Linked DNA regions of Mus musculus: regions 2 and 3 are each linked to region 1. A link is a contact called in public HiChIP or PLAC-seq data. All regions are on one chromosome and are shown on one strand. The core of a region is the stretch at or near the end of the contact, and the rest is flanking DNA. Distances in the headings are between cores, read along the strand shown. Region 1 has its middle 30 kb from the start of E130120K24Rik. Region 2 has its middle 75 kb from the start of Gm34499. Region 3 has its middle 160 kb from the start of Gm34499.

Region 1 (4,670 bases), core at 1,043-3,542:
GGGAATAGTTATGGATAGACAGATTCTAACAAGTGTTGCTTCTTCATCTATAATCTGCTAGAAGAACGAATCTGATCAGCTCTGCCCTGAAGGAAGAGAAGTGCATTTTCTTTAATGGAGTTTATTTGAAGCCTCCGATGCTAATGTGAGCTCACAGATTGGGCAAGTTCCACCAAAATAACTTTCAAACTATTTGTACTCAATTAAATGTTTATTTAAAATTTTCTTTTGGTTTCTACTGCTGTAACTGTATTGTTCATTTTTCGAATACCGAAAGTGCTGTTGTTTAGTCTCAGAGGCATTGCTCGTTACAAATTTAACAACTGTGACATATTAAAAACAACATTTAGGGAAGAAATTAGGTTTGAGAGGATGTGGCCAGATGTTTCCATGGAGTTTCACCAAAATGTCACTTAAATGCCAGTAAGATTTGAAAAGGAAATCCCCCCCCCCGAAAGTTTCTCTGGCCATTTAACTGACCCCAGAATACTTTGCTGTCAGAGTCTCATTGGGAAACCTGTTTGATTTTCATTTTTAATCATGGTTTTCTTGAGGGTCTGTGAAATCTTTTCAGTATCAATTTTCTCTTATAAATGTACTATGGCAACTGACAAAATTGTGACAAAGTCACTGCCTTTGTGACCCTAGTTTTGACTGAAATGAGGTTCTGATACCTGTCATCTACGACTGCCAAGACAACTAAGTAAAACAATGTATGTGACAGTCTTCCCTGATGATGACATGTCAGATTGTGTCATTATTATTGCAGACAGTACTATTTGTTGATTGGGATTCAACCTCCCCCAAACAAACAAACAAACAAACAAACAAACAAACAAACAAAATCATTAAATGTTCTGGTGCTTCTTGACTCAGAAGAAAAGCAATCCTGTTTGAAGTTTTGATGAGGTGTTGGTGTCTGGTTGGGATTGTCAGTTAACACTGGGGAAAAACTCGAGTGTCTGAAGACAAGCAGGAGATGAAGTCATTATTATCTTCAGGTAAGTTGAATGGTAGTGAGGATAGAAGTCTTGGAGATAACCTGTACATTCTGAAGAGGAACTAGAAAGGAGCCGGAAGTAAAGACAAAAATAATAGAGACCTGGAGCCTAGGCAGAAGAGCCTAGGTTTCCTTTCTGTGGGAAGTCTCTGGGTGTCAGTGGCTTGATGGAACAGAAGTTCTCACTATTTGGTCCACGTTCAACAATACACAGAATCATAAAAGCATAGCAAAAGCTTGTACCACAGAGGTTTTTCAAGGAAAAAGGGATAAGCTCGGTCCAAAACTATTATGCAGGGCGGAGACATTCCAAGCATGCCATTCCATGCCTGTGCCAGGGGAATGTGGGCACAGCATAGAAACAATGGCCAAGGCTGGAGAGATTAAGAGGACCAGGGAAATTTTGAATAAAAAAAAAAAACAAGTAGTGAAGAGTGTACCCTACCTCCCACACACGAAAGCTTCCCTCTTTGGGGGTTTAAGTGTGGGTTGAATTAGTTTTTAGATTCATCAGCTATAAATCCCCAAAATTTGGTGCTAAATGATTAGAGCTGCATCTTGCAAAAAGTATACACACACACACACACACACACACACACACACACACACACACACACACAGAGAGAGAACCAGAAAAAGATACTGGATAAATAGTTTGTTGATATTTCAACTCCAAACTCAAAATGACACTATCATCTCTTTCCATTTTCCTGGATTCCAGGTGGGATAAACCTCCATAATGAAAGTTTGTTATATTTAAAAAATAAATGCAAACAGCCTTTCCAATCACTCTCGGAAATTCTGAACCTAGAGAAACATAGCCATTCCCGTCCACACATTTCCTTATCCTGGGAACGAGTATTGTCATGGTGGTTGTTTGGGCTCCATCCACATTTGTGATCCTTTGAAACATGAGAGGAGTTTTGATTTTGAAAGGTGCCCCACGATTCCCAAGAACTCTATTGGCTCACAGCTGTGGGAATGGCTGCATCTGCTTCGTGTTTATAGCCATCCATCTTCATTCTTTTTGGTAGATAAACTGAAAATAGGAGTAAACATGGCCCTCCCCAAAAAGGATATTTTTGGAGGTTTTTTCGATAAGAATTTTAGTTAAGTGCTTTGGGGGAAAATTACCACAACCCACTTCACTAAGAGCTATTGTTTTGTTTTCTTTGACTGATAATATATTTAACCAAAGAAGAACAATTCAGTTGCCTGGTGATGGGATGATTCAGTTTCTCCAAGGCGGGGTTCAGAGAACCTTAGTCACAGTCACCTGGAGAGTTCTGAAGACTTTAGATTCCTGGGCCCTACTCCAACCCTGTGACTCAGGAGCCTCAGGACCACAACGAGGAAGCTGTGTGTTTAGTGAGTCCTGCAGGTGGTTCCTATGTATCTTCATATGTAAGGGGGCATGATTCTTCAAATCAGCAATCAGTGCTTGATCTTGGGTGAGGTAGCTACATCACCCACCTCCAAGGTTCGGAGAGGAGTATCAGTGGGAGGAAGGATGGGAGAATATGAAAGTCAGAAGATGGAGAGGGATGTCGTGAGATGCTGCCTTCTGGACATGTGGGCATGGATTCTCACAGAATGGATGCTTACCTGCACAAGACCTGCTTAAGCCTAGGACCGCTAACTTCCCATTGAGCCTGAGGAGGGAGACTCATGAGGCCCTCAGTCCTTCCTAAGGAGCCACAGGCAGTTAGTTAATAGATGCTGGGAGGGAAGAGAGTCCTCGGTGATGTAGAGTAAGTTGCCTTTGCTCGTGAAAAATAACCTCTCAGTCAAGCTTATGTGAGCGATTTTAATTCAATACAGTGGGGTACACACAGAGAGGAGCAATTTTAATTCAATACAGTGGGGTGCACACAGAGAGACATGGGTAGGAGGGCTAACTTGTTGGGGAGACAAAGAGGTTCTATGGGAGTGTGAGGGATGTAAGATGTGAGAGGGATTTTATATATATATATATATATGTAATTTTTGAAGGATAAGTAATAAATAACATAAAAATAAATAAAAGAAATTTAAAATGAACAAATTAACAAACAAAAGTGCTTTTGCTCAGGAGTCCCTCTAACTCTGATGAAAGGGTCAGGGCCAAGTTGTCTTGGGAGGTGGGCAGCCCAGTTTAAAACCCAGTGAAAGTGATTTTTCCATCTCCTCAATGTCTCTCGTTTTGTTTGCTCTGTCCCAAAGCTTCCTTCACATGGCACAGCATTTGGAATTGAGGGTCCACCCTGAAGCAGTTTACTGTGGATCCTCTGCTGATGCTCGGCGACCATGAGTTACATTTTAAGAAGAGCTCCTACATTCGGTCAGCACAGTTGCCTGACAGCTCTGGGATATCAGGCAGATCTATGTCTACTTTCCAGGGCAGTGGTTCTTGGACTTTTAACTGCATGGTAGAATCTCGTGGATTTAGAACTCCTCCATCTCAGGCTAAACTCCAGACCAAAGTCATTAAACCTACAAGACAGGATCCAGGCCTCTGAGCTTTGTGACGCTCCCTGGTGATTCCAATGTACCATCAAGGCCAAGGCCTTCCTTCGGTCCTAGGGCATCTGGAGAAAGCACAGATTCTAACATCTGTAGGGATCATCAGTGGCTTTCTCTGCAGACAGAACTCTTCATTTCCTATGGTTAGGGCTATATGCATGGTTTAGAAGGCATTTCTTATGAAAATGTGTTCCAGAGAGAGAGTCTGAACATTTCTTTAGAGTGTTCAGCCACACTGTCGGAGCTCCAGCCCAGTCCACTGTTATTCGAATGAATTGCCGCTGGTATTTAAGCCTTCATCCATAGACTCATGCCAGTGTGTTCTGCCCCTGCCTGGCCTTGAAATACACAACACCAGCACTTCCTTTTGTCTGTATCAAGATGATCTACAAAATTTATCAGTCTTCAGCTCTTTTTTGTCTTCCCAAGAGCCAGTAACAGATCTCCAGTGAGCTGAAACAGGGTAAGTTGTTTTAAACTAGTGACTGCTTAATAAATTAGCCCAAGACGGCTCCTACAGCCAGTTTCCCAGGGTATCAGAGCAACACCGCAAGAAAAATTATTTCCATTAAACACCACAAAAATGTCTTTCCTGTGATACTTCACTAAAAGGGTGACATGTGCAAGAGTCTCAGTCACAAAACAGGAAAGCAATGTTTGAAAGTTAAATTAAAAAGTAAAGCATAGTTAAGATTTTATTGAGCTTAAACTCCACTCCTACCCCCTAAACATATAAATCTGTTCTGGGCTCTATGTCTCCCACTCAGATGGGTGATAAATTTTGGATGCTGGATTCTTATGTCTCTAAAAATAACGTTTACCTACAGTGAAGTGCAACATCTGGGCCCACTGGGAGAGTACAGAGTGGCCTTTTAGGTTAATTGTTTGTGTAGACAGGTTAGGTTTCCCAATGCTGAGAATGGTACCTGTTCTCTTTCTCTTGGCCTCATCCACCGGAGGTGAGGAGGATATCCCTGACTTTCCCATAGGCCTGCTCCTTCATGCAGAATGTCACCATCCATGCTGGGACATTGGGGAGATGGAGTATTTCCCATGTCATTTGAACTGAGGGACCTGCTGTTCCCAGAGCCACCTTGGTTCCTGTGGTTGAGGGGGATTAAAGAGGTTCCCTTCCATACCTCAGTGCTCCATAGTGAGTGCTGTCAGA
Region 2 (4,841 bases), core at 2,196-4,695, 370 kb after region 1:
TCACCCCATCACACTTGAGACAAAGACGGTTACTCTTCCTTAGGCTAAATACCTATTTCCACAAGGCATTCTTCATTTAAAGAGGCTCTGGGTCTGCTGTGGCCCAAAGTTAACTTAGGGATGCTTTCTATTGTGTTGTGCCCATGTCCAGTGGCTTCTGTGATCAGGACCCGCGCTCCTGGCCATGAAGCATTCTTCTGAAGCCCACGCAAGCACAGCTCTGAAGCTTCCGAGATTTTCTCAGGGGCTTTGCTGTGTGTTCAGCCTCCCCTTCCATTACCGGCCTTACTGTTCAAGGACTGAAGAAACGGAAACTCGAGGTAAGCAGAGAGTTGTTAGAGGGAAGGCAGAAGGGCAATGTGGATGTTTTTGTTGTTTGGTCATTTCACCAAAGCTTCATCTTGGTCCATTCACTTTTCTATGGCGAGGAGCATTGCTTTCTGATTTAGCATTGCATCGCTGCAAGTGGGACAGAGACCGTCACCTCACAGGCACTCAGTGAATGTTTGTAAATGACAGACACAATGTGTGGGCTCTTCCATGGCCAGGCTACAGGAATATTGACTATATGCTACTCACAATGAGTTCAGAAGCTCCTAAATGATAGATCCTAATAGCAGAGAAATAAGGGGTTTTCTATAATGCCTTAAAATCAGGTTTGCAAGAGTGAGTGGGTCTTGGGCAATCATTCAAACTACCAGTAGATATTTTGAATATTGGGTCTCCTTACAAAATTTCTTTTTGAAGATACAGCTCTTTGACTAAGCCTGACTTTGTTTTATGGAGTAGTGATGTTGATTCGGGCAGCTTCCACAGTTCACATTAACCTCATGGTGGGGAATTACAAGTGATTCTCTTGTGCAGCAGAGATGCAGGCAGTTATCTGCTGAGTGCATGCTCCCAGGGACAGGGAACTAGCTCCATGCTGTCCTGCTGGCTCACGTCTTCATTGCCAGCAAAGTCATATAAAGCTATTCTCTTTAATGAAGAAGAAAAACATATTTTTTTTCTGAGCTCTGCTGGGAGAGTACTGGTGCACATGAGCCGGTCAGGTCTTTAATTTATTTTATTTTATTTTAACAATTTCTTATTCCTTAGAACCAAGAAATCCCTTCTTCCATGCAGCTACCCCCAGACTACTTTGTGTTCTTGCTCTGCTTTAACTATATTATCTGCTTCCTTGCCTAAATTGTTGCCTTTTTTCAAGCCCACTTCATCCTGTATCAAGAGAGCACCATTTTCAGTTGCTAAAATAGTTGTGAAAAAGCACAGGATTGAAGTCAGGAACGTAACATGGAGAGATGAGATGCTTCTGCAAGACTCTTTGATAAAGTAAATGAAAAACAAAACAAAACAAAACAAAACAAAAAAACCCACATACCCCATGTGGTGGTTTGAGTGAAAATGTTTCCCATAGGCTCATAAAGGAGTGGCACTATTAGGAGGTGTGGCCTTGTTGGAGGAGGTGTGGCCTTGTTAGAGGGTGTGTGTTACTGGGGGCTTTGAGGTCTAAGATGCCCAAGTCAGGCTTAGTGGCTTACTCTCTCTTCCTGTCCACTTCACATTCAGATGTGGAACTCTCAGCCGCCTCTCCAGCACCATGCCTGCCATGCTTCTTGCCATGACAATAATGGACTAAACCTCTGAACTGCAAGCCAGACCCATTAAAATGTTTTTTTCTTTATAAGAGTTGCCATGGTCATGGCGTTTCTTCACAGCAATGAAAACCCTAACCAAGACCCTAGAAAAAGAAAGAGACTTCCCTTTCTTTTGAGACACTCTTGAGAACAGCTGAAGAAGTGGAATTACTAAACACCATCTTCCTCCACCTGCCCTCAGAGCCGCTATTGCTCTCTACTGGGGCTCCTGGTTAGAGACGACCTCACACCAGAGCACACACAGTAGCTCAGTAAATACATGAAGCCTCCAATCAGGTCTCTCAAAACAAAAGAAAGCAATGGCTTCTCCAGATGTAGCACAACCCTTTTATTTAGGGCAAGTCTTAATTTTCCAATTTTTGCACCTCCTCCAAGCATTGTGGTCTTGAAAGAGGCCATCTAGAAAGATGCTAATTTGAGAGTTCCAGGCATCTCCTCAGCAGCCTGTGACAGTTTATTCCTAGTCAAAGCTACATCTTTTCAAATGGAAACTCACATTTCAGTCCGAAATGACAACTCAGGCCCAAAGCACACACTTCACGTGGCACCAGGGTAAATACTGAACGCTTTCACAGACTTTGTCCAAATTAAACACTGAGAAATCCCCAGAGGCTTTAGTTTCCTGAAGTGAAGAAAAATCATACTTCTTCCAGCTTTCACTAGGAAATATCACACAAAATCCCATGTTTTCATCTCCCCGGATATGTGTGCAATTGATACACAATCGAAGGATCATTTTCATTTTTTAAGGTTGGAGAGCTAGTCACTCAGAAAGTGATGACGTCGAGTCCCAGCATTCACTCCAATCCCATACAGCTATAGATAAGCTTCTTGCTTTCCTCCCAGTTCAGGGTGATCTCGAAGTGCTGCTCACATAGCCAATCAAAAGCCAGAGAACCATCATTTGTTTTCACTTTCTGAAACCGTTTTCAGGAACACAGTGATCAGCATATGCTGACTTCTAGAAATATTAGCTGCAGAACTGGCAGCCAGCTTTGGCCTCCGTACCCATCCATATGCTTATTAGATCACTTGTACAAACGTTCAATTGTCGTTGCTCTCCTCTCCCGCTGCAGTGTTTGAAAGCAGTTCCTTTATGTTGCCTTCCCAAGGACTATGGGCTTCGGTCAAATTTTAATTGAAACATGACCCTGGCACTGCTTTGCTAAAATTAATTGAGATTAAGATTTATGAACATTCCTTGAGGTTTGAAAGAACTGTAGTAGTTGCAATTTAAAACATTAGTCAGCATTCAGGAGTGCTGTCCAATTTCTAAAATGCACAGGAACTGTGGTACTTTGCTGCTGTTTGAACATGAGAACGAACAGTGTGCACATTTGAGCAGATCTGCACGGCGTGATGAAGTCAGAGAACCTGATGGAACCTGGAAAGATTGTCCTGTCCCAGCACTTAGCTTCAGGTCTTTTAAGACCACCCAAGAGAAATGAGATTTATTGTATTGTGAAAGCTCATTCCCAAGAGATGTTTTCCTTCCTTAAAAATAAATCATTTGTCAACCTTTATTGACAAGAAATATTTGTATAAAAATACCGTGATGAAATCCATTGTTTTGTACAACAACAACAAAAAAACTTTCAGAATGAGATAAAAAGATTACAATACATATATATGTCCTTATTGCCTTATTTGTTTTGAAATACCTTCACACTCATTAGGTAACTTCAAAAATCCCCTGGTAGTTCATGTGGTGCTTACCATTCCCATTTTATAGATGAAACACTGAGACACAGGCGTTACACAGTTGCCCTCAAACCTCATTAGAGAGATGAGTCATAGCTGGGAGTGAGAACACAGAGCCGAAACCTTCATTCCTGAGTGCTTTGTCAACCCCACATTCTTCCCGAATACATCCAAAATAAAAAGCAATCACATGTGAGTGGCCAAACAATGGTAATCAGATCGTCACAAACCACTGGCTACTGCCAAAGGACCTGGCCACGAGCTGTGTCCCTCTGCATTTGGGCTTCCCTTTGTCTCCTTTCCGTAGAATGAAAAATGAATAGTGATTGTCAACAAAACAAATGCACTTTACTTCACAGTCTTCTAACCAAAGTCACAAACAAGTGGCTCTCAAATATGCCCGGAGACAAATTCTTTAGCTGACATGCAGTAAGCAACACAAATGAATCTGTGCTCCTATCTGACTGGCTACATTGCTATTGTTCTCCTATCAGGTCTCCTTGGTGAGCTTTAATTAATATCAGAAACAGCACAGGAAACATCCTTAATTATTCCTCTTGTGTTCAGAATAAATGTAGTCCACTCAAGGCAAAGTAAACGGCAAGTCTTTGAACTTGAGCGTTATCTTTGTCCTTTGGCTTACAAGGACTCTGTGTTATCAGACATGATAATTTGTTCTCTGTGATACCCTCACTGAAATTAATTTTGTTGTAGTCTAGCATACGTTTCCTCTTGCTGATACTTTCACTCTTGGCAAGGTCTTATCTGGGCAGTTAGGGCAGCCCTCGTCTGGCTCTGTCTGCTGAGGCTCAATAGCTGCAGGGGCAACAATGTTGTTGTTTTAAACAAAGATGTTTACTTTGTTATTAATGTAAAATTTAATTCATTTCCTCTTTTTAATCTTCTCATGGGGCAGACAGAAACCCCACCCTCCTTTCTTCTTCTTGTCAGAGATGATGGTCTGGGACTTCATTGCTAAGTTTCCTTGGAAACATCCTCTCAGATCCTTCCAAATACACTGTCATCACAAGGGAGGAGCCATTTTCAGACTCTGCTCCCTGCACCCTGGCTTAAACTCTCTACCATCCAGGGCTAAAAATGGCCTTTGCCCCTTTTTCTTTTTTTCTTTTTCATGGTGTCTCTCTCTCTCTCTCTCTCTCTCTCTCTCTCTCTCTCTCTCTCTCTCTCTGTGTGTGTGTGTGTGTGTGTATGTGTGTGTGTGTGTGTATGTGTGTGTGTTGTATACCTGTGTTCATATATGGGTATTGATATCAGGATATTGTCCACAGTTGCTTCTCTGCCTTATTTTTGAGACAGGCTTTCTCACTGAACCCAGGGCTCAGTGTTTCAGCTGCAGTGGCTGGCCAAGAGCGCCCAGAATCCTCCTGGTCTCTGCTCCCTAAGTGCTGAGGTTAAAGATACACAGCAGTGTCTGGTTTTCGTTTGTTTGTTTGTGTCTCTTCGCTTTTTAATAATGGATAG
Region 3 (4,989 bases), core at 2,184-4,683, 460 kb after region 1:
TCAAATTCCTGCCTGAGCCTACTTTCATGTCCTGCCCCAATGTCAAATTCTTTCCAAATTTCTAGAAGTGGCCCCAAGAGCTCTCCACAAGAGAGGAAGGGAAGGAGGGAGGAAGAGAGAGGTAGGGAGAGTGCTTTAGAACCTCATGGGCAAAACAGACACAGGTAGAGAACATTTCAATGCAATACACGATCAGAGATGAGAGAGGAAAGATTCAAAGTGTAGAACCATTGATTGAGTTGAGAAACTGAAAAATATCGACTGGACGTTACTTAGTGTGAGACTTTGGCTGAAACATTTGCTGTTTAAATAGCAATGGAGTAGGTTGTCATCCTGCAGAATCTCAGGGCCAACGAAGAAGGTGATTCTCACATGGCATGACAAAACAATAGCTACATATTTTATTTTTTACTAGTTATGTTAACTAGTTCTTATACATTATCACACTTAACCATTACCTACAATATGAGTTTTAAAAAATGGTTTTTTTTTCTACACAGAGGAAGACTAGTCTCAAGTCGCTTTCAGGAAAAGGTAGGTCTAGATAGACGCAAGTCTAACACTTTCACCATCTTGGATAATATCAAATACTAATGGGGGGTTCTGGCCAGACCCTTCAGGATCCTTTCCACCAGTCCTGTGTTGCCTGCCCCACCTCATTAACACTCCCCACTGCCATTGCTGCACCTCTGGGTTTCACTTGTCACAGACAATGCCTGCATTCTTTCTTGGAGAACTAGCCTTTGAGTCTTCAATGTCCTTATTAATCTCGAGATCAGTGTCTCCTTCAGGCTCTCAAGGCAACCCTTATCCAATGCTTGTTGAAGGCGAGACTATGCCCCAAATTTTTGCCGTGGAACAACTGTGATACTTGAGTTACCAAGTTCATCAGTTTGTCTGTAGATTGGGCAAAAAGAACCTCCCCCATCACTTTACCTATGACCATGCACTTCCTTGACTTCTTCTCTTTCCTGCAGTCTCTCTGTAAATACTACTTTCCTACTGTCCCTTGGAATTCCCTTCTTAATATCTGCATACAGACTTAAGGTTCTGCCCTAAGACAGCCTCCTTCTGACACTCACACTGAAACATAAGGGGAACCAAGAGAAGAAAGTGATTAACTCAATAAAGGAAGATAGCCTATGTCTATCTCTTGCCTGCTCATGGGCAAATACACACACACACACGTGTCCAGAACCTAAAAAGAAGGTAGGAATCCAATGTTTGGAGTTAGGAATGTTGCAGTGAAGACTACTAAAGATTCCCAGTCATACTGGCCACATTGTCAATGCTCAGTAGTGACATGTGGCTAGTGATTACTACACTGGACACTGTTGATCCCAACATTAGCTCCATATTGGAGAGTCATATGGCTAGTGCTAGCATGTCACATGAGTGAAAAGGAAGCCACCAACTTTCTTATTAATTGCTCGTTTATGTGATTATTTCTTTCCCTTCTTAAAGATGCCAGGTCTTGTGCCATTCAGAACACACACACACACACACACACACACACACACACACACACACACACACAGACAGAAGAACCTAGGGATGCCTTTGATATTCACAACTGGGTGGCTGCACAGCCCACCTGCACTTGGCAGGCAAATCACAGTGGTAGTTGTCAAATGACCGGGATTGCAGAGATCCCTTTGAAAATGCACGTGGGCTTTTATGCATTGGATGAGGGCAATGTGCCCACACCTGCCCAGAAGATCTAAGTAATAAGGTCGGCCTGCCTCCATCTGTTTACCTTGCTGGTTCTGAATGCACACACCTCAAAGCTTAGGCTCGAAGGCAAAGGATGTTCTTGAAGAAGGTGCGCATTGAGCTTACTTGGCATTCTGTCATGCCAGGTACCACAGAAACAAAAGCAAACCCTAGCACTAGGAGCAGTTCTCTGTTAAGGAACTGAAAACTCTTCGGTTTTTTTTAATGGATTTTCGAAGACAAACTAAAAGAACTTGGAATTGTCTTTAAAGCATTGTTTTCTTTTACCTTTGAATCTTGTTTTAAGAATCTATGAGCCACAATGCCTTCTCACTGCTCTTCAGAATAAATACAACATAAAATAACAGCTGATCTCTATTGCCCAGTATGCTTACATTTATTATTCCTGTGTGTGTGTGTGTGCACCCGTGTACATGGGCACACATGCATGTGCATGCACACCATGAGATATGTGTAGAGGTCAGGCTGCAACCTGTGGGAGCCTCAGGAGTTCATTCTCCTCCATCACATGGGTCTCAGAGATTAAACTCCAGTCCTCAGGCTGATGGCAATTTCCTTCCCTTTCCCTTCCCCTTTCCCTTCCCCTTCCCCTTCCCCTTCCCCTTCCCCTTCCCCTTCCCCTTCCCCTTCCCCTTCCCCTTCCTTCCCCTTCCCCTTCCCCTTCCCCTTCCCCTTCCCCTTCCCCTTCCCCTTCCCCTTCCCCTTCCCCTTCCCCTTCCCTTCCCTTACCACACAGGCTCATCATCAAACATTCTTAAATAGTTTGTCACTTTAGGGAGATCTATGATTGATAACGATGCAATCTGCAGTGCAAACCCAGGTGACTATTCAAGAACCATAATGAATTCACCCTACAGAGGCAATTTAATACTCACTTGGGAAAGATCTCATGGCTCGTTATCCCTGGTATAGCACAGCTTTTGGAACCCAAAAAGACTATAAAACTTCTACAGTGAGAGGTAGGAACAGAAAAATGCTGTTTCTAAAAATAATAAAATAACTTTTGTTGCTCGAGATACCAGTATCAAAAGCTTAACCCAGTTAGCTTTATGTGATTTTTAGTAACCTTCAAGTACAGAAACCATGCAAACCTTCACAAACCCGTGCTTAAAGGTCTGAGGTCTGATAATAGGAACTAGAAGGCACACAGACAAGAGACTCTACTACTTCAAGGGTAGAGAACATAGCACTGCAATTGATGGGGCTTCTTTAACAGTCTTGCCCCTACCCCATGCCAACAGTATGTACTTATATGTGTATATGAGTGTTCGTGTGCACGGGCCTAGAACCTGGTCGACTCTCTTGCCTTTGCATCAGCAAGAAAGGAGTGCAAAACATCCTTGTCTCCCTCTAACTCTGTTAGACGAAGGCAGTGGCATCCACCAAGCTCCTAAAGGTTTCCAGTTGGGTTGCAGAGATCTGTAGCGTGCTCTCTGCACTAGGTCTCATCTTGCAGCCCTGCTACCAGATGAAAGCAAAAGCAAAAAAGCAGTAGCAAAGCCCAGGCTCTGTCTTCCTGCTCCAACATGCTAGCAATTGTGGACGGGGCACTCGACTGATGTAGCCACTCTGTTGTCCGTGTCCACTGGGTTCAGCTGAGAATGTCTGAGTTTGTGTCCGCTGCGCTCAGCTGAGGATGTCTGAGATCAACAGGTGGCCTTGCTAATGGAACAGATTCGCTCATTGTTTGTGTGTTTAATGAATCATTGAGTTACTGATCGGCAGTGAGCAATGGAAGCTGTTCAAACAGAAAGGAAGCCCAGCCGTGGGGTGGTGCCGCCAACACGCTCCTTTGAAGAGCTGCTGGCCCTGTGGGGAATGCAAGAGGCTTACGGTTTACTCCCTATGGTTCCCAGAGAAATGGTAGCAAGAGGAAGGTGTTATTTCTAATTGGATGATGAAAGTCAGCTCGAGGGACAGAGACCAAAAGGCCAAATGGAAGAAGGGGAGGAAGAAAAAAAAACCATCTGAATCAAACACGGAGGTAAAACTGAGAGGCAGGTGTTTGCAGTGAACCGTGCAATAACCCCCCCTTCACCCCCTGCTCCTGAGGAAGCAGCCAAGTGGGAAAGAGCAGAGAGATGTTAAAAGAAAGAGAGAGAGAGAGAGAGAGAGAGAGAGAGAGAGAGAGAGAGAGAGAAGGAAGGAAGGAAGGAAGGAAGGAAGGAAGGAAGGAAGGAAGGAAGGAAGGAAGGAAGGAAGGAAGGAAGGAAAAGGCAAGGCTAGGGAGTTGAAAGCTGATTTTCCAGAGTGTGCTGTACGGGGGGGGGGGGGTGGGGGTGGGGGGGGGGGTGGGGGGGGGGATGCTCTGTCATTTGGAGAGGCCAGACTGATCAGCCGTGAGATTCCTGAGCAGTGCACACCAATCCTGTCTGTAGCAGAACTGACTAGGTAGATGAGTGCTGTCCTTAGGAGACAGTGCTCCTCCTACACCCTAGGTAAGAATTTTCATTCTTCAGTTTATTGGATCTGGATGTCTACAGCGTCTCTCTGCTCAGCAGCTCCTATCACGAGCTAATTCCACTATGGCATCAGTGTTTTTCCCAGAGGCTGTTCCAGATTGCCAAAAGACTTTTACTTGGTTCCTCACTTGAAGCTGGGATTCTTAACTTTCTCTTGTCCAGTCAACCCATCATGGAAAGCAGAGCTGGATCAGCAGCCTTCCCTGGTTGCTGCCTACCACCAGGTTATTGACCACTTCTCCCTGGGTCTTTGTCTTGGCCTCCTGTGTCATGATTTCCTTCATCTTCTTTCACAGTGTGTAGGAGAGACAATTCCAATGTGGTTGTTACTTTCTCCAAGAAAAAACGAGCAGTGATGGGGTTGGGGAAATGGCTCTATCAGTAAAGTGCTTGCCACACAAGCCTGAAGACTTAGAGGTCAGATACCACATAAAAGCCAAGCTCTAAAGCATGCACGTGTAATGTCAGCACTTGGGGGACTGGAGACAGGTGGGTCCTTAGAAAACACTGGCCAGCCAGGTTAGACAGTGAGCTCCAGGATCAGTGAGCAATCCTGTTTAAAAATAAGGAAGATAGCAATTGAGGACGGTACCTGACATTGATATTAGGCATATACACATGCCTAGACACCCACATGCATACATACAGGAATACATATGTGAGCAAACACATACAATAGAAGAGATAAACAAATAACCATCACTTATTTTAGCATCGACATGAACTTCAAACTTGGCCATCCATTGTTTACCATGAAGTATATCTGTCCTATGGTAACTTGGGTGGTTTTTGC

Evidence for each region. HiChIP or PLAC-seq counts read pairs in DNA pulled down with a chosen protein or histone mark.
Region 2: a FOXA1 HiChIP or PLAC-seq map of pancreatic cancer cells shows a contact between it and region 1. The contact joins two enhancer-like sites. A contact is called at or near these places in 1 of 484 Hi-C or Micro-C datasets (embryonic stem cells) and 1 of 115 datasets of contacts at active chromatin or transcription factors (pancreatic cancer cells).
Region 3: a contact with region 1 is called in a FOXA1 HiChIP or PLAC-seq map of pancreatic cancer cells. The contact joins two enhancer-like sites. A contact is called at or near these places in 2 of 15 datasets of contacts at CTCF or cohesin (embryonic stem cells and large pre-B cells), 8 of 484 Hi-C or Micro-C datasets (differentiating embryonic stem cells and embryonic stem cells) and 1 of 115 datasets of contacts at active chromatin or transcription factors (pancreatic cancer cells).

Annotation. Positions count from the first base shown.
Region 1 is chr14:46,514,098-46,518,767 of GRCm38.p6, reverse strand. No RefSeq gene overlaps it. Among named protein-coding and RNA genes, the nearest start is that of E130120K24Rik, 30 kb to the left of the region's middle. Within about 2 kb of position 2,292, at least 49 of the 459 cell types and tissues checked have an H3K27ac peak or open chromatin away from gene starts, as enhancers often do. A contact at or near this core is called in pancreatic cancer cells, where this site is marked.
Region 2 is chr14:46,143,600-46,148,440 of GRCm38.p6, reverse strand. No RefSeq gene overlaps it. Among named protein-coding and RNA genes, the nearest start is that of Gm34499, 75 kb to the left of the region's middle. Within about 2 kb of position 3,445, at least 53 of the 459 cell types and tissues checked have an H3K27ac peak or open chromatin away from gene starts, as enhancers often do. A contact at or near this core is called in pancreatic cancer cells, where this site is marked.
Region 3 is chr14:46,059,600-46,064,588 of GRCm38.p6, reverse strand. No RefSeq gene overlaps it. Among named protein-coding and RNA genes, the nearest start is that of Gm34499, 160 kb to the left of the region's middle. Within about 2 kb of position 3,433, at least 54 of the 459 cell types and tissues checked have an H3K27ac peak or open chromatin away from gene starts, as enhancers often do. A contact at or near this core is called in pancreatic cancer cells, where this site is marked.